Linked DNA regions of Rattus norvegicus: region 1 is linked to region 2. Evidence: chromatin contacts called from public Hi-C data. All regions are on one chromosome and are shown on one strand. The core of a region is the stretch at or near the end of the contact, and the rest is flanking DNA. Distances in the headings are between cores, read along the strand shown. Region 1 has its middle 21 kb from the start of Dab2ip. Region 2 holds the start of 4930402F06Rikl (RIKEN cDNA 4930402F06 gene like).

Evidence for each region. A called contact is a pair of places that touch in the nucleus more often than the background predicts.
Region 1: a contact with region 2 is called in a Hi-C map of the A7r5 cell line, with 5 times the contacts expected there. The contact joins the enhancer-like site here to the promoter of 4930402F06Rikl in region 2. A contact is called at or near these places in 6 of 12 Hi-C or Micro-C datasets (the A7r5 cell line, the Rat2 cell line, frontal cortex and 3 more).

What each region holds. Positions count from the first base shown.
Region 1 is chr3:39,289,979-39,292,678 of GRCr8, reverse strand. No RefSeq gene overlaps it. Among named protein-coding and RNA genes, the nearest start is that of Dab2ip, 21 kb to the left of the region's middle. Within about 2 kb of position 1,353, at least 18 of the 93 cell types and tissues checked have an H3K27ac peak or open chromatin away from gene starts, as enhancers often do. A contact at or near this core is called in the A7r5 cell line, where this site is marked.
Region 2 is chr3:39,125,365-39,128,223 of GRCr8, reverse strand. It overlaps 4930402F06Rikl (RIKEN cDNA 4930402F06 gene like), which reads left to right and starts at 1,281. Exons shown (of 7, transcript NM_001037366.2): 1 at 1,281-1,593.

The DNA of each region.
Region 1 (2,700 bases), core at 104-2,603, 160 kb before region 2:
TGTACATGTGTGAGCATCTGTATGTGTATGCGTGTTGGTGGGGGCACACATGAGCCTCAGAGCACATGTACAGAGAGAGGAGCGTGGGACTTGGTTCTCTCTACTATGTGGGATCTAGGGATTGAATTTGGGTCGTCAAGATTGTTGGCAAGCACCCGCTATACTGTGTAGGGTCCTAGTTATTTGATGAAGGCTTGGCTGGGGCTGGAGGGTTTTTTTTTTTTTCCTGAGACAGCTCCCCCACACCACAAACCCTCCTTTAATTTCAAAGTTAGTAAAAACTTGCAGTCGGTACAGTGGATGAGCCTGTAATCTCCCTCAGGAAACTGAGGCAGGAGGATGGCTGTGAGCTTCAGACCTGTTTGGACTACATAAGAAAGCCTGTTTCTTCCCCACCGTCCTCACACCTAGGCACAGGCACCTCTCAGACTTCCCACAGCAGCCTCCTCCCCCGCACCCGTGTGAGTCTTACCTGTCTCTCTCCTCAGCGACAGCAGCGGCTCAGCACAGAGGCCGAGTAAACACCTATGGTGAGTGAGTGTATGGACACAGGAGGCCACTCTGCAGAAGCATTGAGGTTTTTCGTTTATTTGGTTGGTTTGGTTTGGGTTGGGTTGGGTTGATTTGGGGGTTTTCGAGACAGGGTTCCCCTTGGCTGTCCTGGAACTCCCTTTGTAGACCAGGCTCGAACTCACAGAGATTTGCCTGCCTCTGTTGTCCCAGTCTTGGGATTAAAAGCATGGACCACCACTGGGCTGGTTGGTTTATGTTTCGAAATGGCCTGGCTATGTATGTAGCCTAGACCTGGTATATAACCTAGGCTAACCTAGAACTCACTATAGACCAGGCTGGCCTCCAACTTCACGTAGTCATCTTGCCTCTACCTCCTGAGTGCTAGAATTACGGGTGCCTGACAAGGGAGATAAGATGGTCTTCCTGTCCAGCCCAGAAATTCACCTGCGGTCCAGGCTGGAAGGTACTCTGAAGATAATTCCAGGATAATTGGTAAGCACACCACATGGGAGCCAGTCAGAAACGCCGTGTCTGAGGCCATACGCAGACCCTGACTCAAAGCCTGTTTTCAGAGAAGATATCCAGGTGACTCGTGCATGAAATTCTCCAAAAAATAAAATATTTCTTTTTAAAAATAGAATAAATCATGTTAATTTAAAAAAAAAAAGTTGAGAAGCTTTGCTCTAGTGGTCCTCCGCCCATTTTCTAGACCAGCACACCGAGGGACAAGACACCTTCCAGAACCGGGTCCTCATCTATGGACATCCTTGAAGTCCCAGGCTTCCCTACCTCTCTGGTTCCACTCTTCTTCCCTGAGATCCTTGGGTCGTCTTTGCAAGGCCCACGCGCGCCCCCTGGTGGGAACCGGAGGAGACTCCCTGTCCAAGACCAAAATAGGTAAAGAGACTTGTCCCCTGGTTTAAAATGAAACAGAAGGCAGAGAACAGCGGGGAGCCTGCAAGTCGGGAAGTAGCGAGATAACGTTTAGTTTGAACAAAGTCTGCAGAGTTGACGTTGGTCTGACTGGGCCTCCGAGCACCTTCTCCAAGCCTCTGGGTGGTGTTGTCCCTCTACCCGGTGGAGTGAGCGGTCCACTGCCATGACAGGAAACGCTTGAAGCAAAGACCAAGGTCAGAGCTGCAGAACTGGGCGCTGAAAATGTCTGTGTCCTCCCCGCCTGAGCCCAGGACCCAGGCCAAGCCTAAGCCACTCTTAAAGGGGCTTTCCCCTCCCACCGTGTGGAAACAGCAGAGTCCACTCCATACAAGGAGCCAAGAGGCCCAGAGACTTGTGTTTATTAAAGTGCCCAAACAGCTAGTGCCGAATGGTCCGGGTCTGAGGAAGGCTGTGAACCAAGGTTCTGAACCAAGTCAGGCCTGACCTTGGAGCAAGGCAGGAGGACTGTGAGTTAGAGGCCAGCCAGGTTATATCCTGAGGCTTTACTCAAACAAGGAAGCAAAAGAATTATGCTTAATAAGGGCAGTGTCTGTGCCTACAAATATGATAACTCTGGGTACCTCGCATGAATGAAATCATGCAATATTTACCAATCTGTCTGCCTCATTCCAAAGGTTCATCCACATTGTAGTAACATCAGAATGCTGTGTTTCCCTAAGGCTGAATAATATTCCTCTGTGTGTGTGTGTGTGTGTGTGTGTGTGTGTGTGTGTGTGTGTGAGAGAGAGAGAGAGAGAGAGAGAGAGAGAGAGAGTTTTAGTTAAGTGTGTGTGTGTGTGTGTGTGTATAATTGTTTTAGTTAGGTAAGTGTGTGCGTATAAATGTCTTAGGTAAGTGTGTGTGTGTGTGTGTCTGTGTGTGTGTGAGTGAGAGAGAGAGAGAGAGAGTTTTAGTTAAGTGTGTGTGTATAATTGTTTTAGTTAGGTAAGCGTGTGTATAAATGTCTTAGGTAAGAATGTGTCTGTGTATGTGTGTGTGTGTCTGTGTGTGTGTGTTGTGTGTCTATGTGTGTTGTGTGTGTGTATGTGTGTGTGTGTCTGTGTGTGTATGCATCTGTGTGTGTGTCTGTGTGTGTGTCTGTGTGTGTGTGTTGTGTGTGTGGTGTGTGGTGTGTGTGTGGTGTGTGGTGTCTGTGTGTGTCTGTGTGTGTGTCTTGTGTGTGTGTGTCTGTGTGTGTGTCTGTGTGTGTTTGTGTGTGTGTGTCTGTGTGTGTTGTGTGTGTGTTGTGTG
Region 2 (2,859 bases), core at 32-2,531:
TGGCAACCTTCACCCCATCTCAAGAAATGTGATTAGAGCCAATGTTGGGGCCACTGGTGTGACATTATTTAAGGTTTCACTAACAGAAAACAACTGTTGACCACTGTCCACCCCAACCCATGGCCACTGTCCACCCCACCGATGGCCACTGTCCACCCCACACTATGCCTACTAAGCTACAGAGCTAGTTCCACTTATATGAAGAATTAACACCCCGTCTACACATACTGCTACCTTCAATAGCACCAAAGAGAATATAATCACTTCAGAAACCGGTTCTCCTTGGAAATCCTGACCTCTGGTGTCCATTAGTGGGAATTCATATAACTGAGCTCTGGATTTTATGTAGGAAGAGTAAGAGGACAGTGGCCATTGGTGGGGTGGAGGGTGGCCACCAGTGGGGTGGAGGGTGGCCACCAGTGAGGTGGACAGTGGCCATCAGTGGGGTGACAGTGGCCATTGGTTTGGTGGCCAGTGATCATGTGTGGTGGACAGTGGCCACCAGTGGGGTGGACAGTGGCCATGTGTGGGAAGGTCAGTGCGCATTAGTGGGGTGGACAGTGGACATGTGTTGGGGTCAACAGTGGCCTTGTGGGGTGGACTTTGGCAATCGGTGAAGTGGACACCGGCCATTTGTGGGGTCGACAGTGGCCATGGGATGGGGTGGACAGTGGCCATGGGTGTGGTGGACAGTGACCATCTGTGAGAGGACAGTGGTCACTTGTGGGGTGGACATTGGCCATTGGTGAAGTGGACAGTGGCCATGGGATGGGGTGGACAGTGGTCATCTGTGAGGTGGACAGTGCACATGACTTGGGGTGCACAGTGACCATTGGTGGTGTGGACAGTGACCATGGGCTGGGGTGGACCGTGGCCATCGGTGAGGTTGGCAGTGGCCATCGGTGAGGTTGGCAGTGGTCATCCGTGGGGTGGACAGTGCTGTTGCAGATGTGCTGTGCAGTCTGTAAAATTAACAATAAGCTAAAATCAAGCCTACATATACCACAATTAATACAAAATGCATATGGGAATGAGGGGATAATCTTAATGCTCACTTAAAGGAGAGACACGGTGCTTATGTGGTCACAGGGTGCTACTGTTTGAAGGTATGGCATGGTTGAGGTATGGTTCTCTCCCAAGAAGCTCACATTGAGGTTTGGGCCAGTGGGCAGTGTGTTAGGCATTGAATAGGGATGAATGCTTTTCTGTGAGTGAGCTGTCGCTCTGGAGATGGGCTTCTGTGACATGGTTGTTAGCAAGCTTGGCAACTCCTCCCCCACCCGCCCACCTCTCAGACCTCTACACAAAAGTGCCTCTGGTTTACGGCCACAGGGTTTTCACCAGAAGTGGAGTGGATTCTGTTGAAATGCTCTTGGATGTTTGGAGCTGGAGGCCACATTTTTTTTCTCTTTGTAAAGAATCCAGCCTCTGGTACTTTGTGGTAGCAACACAGCACACACTGAGAGGTGATCTGGAATTCAGTGGTCCTTGCTTCAAGTGTTCAAAGTGAGCTTCGACTACCTTCTCCATCCATCTCAAAGGACATCTCAAGGACACGGAGGTCACAGTGGTCACCAGCCTCCACTGGGGAAGGTAAGACGCCAATAGCAGGGACCACTTGAAGACTTCCTCCAGGGTTTCTCGGGAAGCTCACTGCTGTGTGTGTGTGTGTGTGTGTGTGTGTGTGTGTGTGTGTGTATTAGATGGACAGGAAACAGTCGGACATTTCTGCTTGTGGAAGACCGCCTCCAGAATTCAAAGGCAACCCAAGGGGGTTTTTGTCTTTCTTAGTGGCAGGGGACACACCATTTATTCACAATTCACAATTGGCTGCCCTTTGGAATTTCCTGGATTGAGAATATTCACATCTGGGGCTCATCCCAAAGATTCCTGTTGTTCAGCTGGCCTCTTGTAGGACTTAGGCACTGAGAGTTTCCAAAGCTTCCTGCATCACTCTAAGTCTGGGAAGCTTGGAAATGATTGCTGGTGGAACAATTTGCTCTGGGTGTGTGGTTTTTATTTTGACATTGTTTTGGTTTGGGTTTTGTATTCTTGTTGTCTGGGATTTTTTAAATTTCTTAAGCTTTTATGATAATCATTTTCTTATAAATCCCATTTGGAAAAATTTGGTTAAATTTTGATTTCTGCTCCATTTTCTGCTGAATTAAATTTGTTTTAGCATATTTACTTATGTGGTGGTCCCCTGTAGTGGACATAGGACAACATGAGGGAATCAGTTCTCTTGTTTTACCATGTGGGTCCCAGTCACTAAACTCAGGTCCTCAGACTCAGTAGCAAGCACCCTTACTGACTGAGCCATCTTGTTGGCCAATTCCAATTTATCTATCAAAGCAGTGTATACATGCTAAACTTTTAAAAAAGGATTTATTCATTTTTGTATATGAGTGCTGTATTTGCATGTGTGCCTACACGACAGAGAGGACATCAGACCCCATAATCGATATAGTTGCAAGATACCACATTGCTGCTGGGATTGAACTCAGGACCTCTGGAAGAACAGCCAGTGTTCTTAACCACTGAGCCATCTCTCCAGCCCCAGCTAGACTCCTTAATAATGATCTTTTAGGTCAGATATTTTCTTCAGGTATTTTCTCAATTATCTCCCTCGTTTTCGTGTAAGATAATTAACACTGACATTTTATTTGATCTCTTATTGGCTCAACTGACAATTTTATTCAGTAATTTTTTTTTTTGAGACTGGTCTTCTTTATAGCACAGCCTGGCCTGAACCTCACTCTGCAGTCCAGGATAGTCAAGAACTCACTACAATCCTCTGTCTCAGCCACCCACGTGCAAGGAGTATATACACGTACCACTGTGCCTGGCTCAATGTGTACT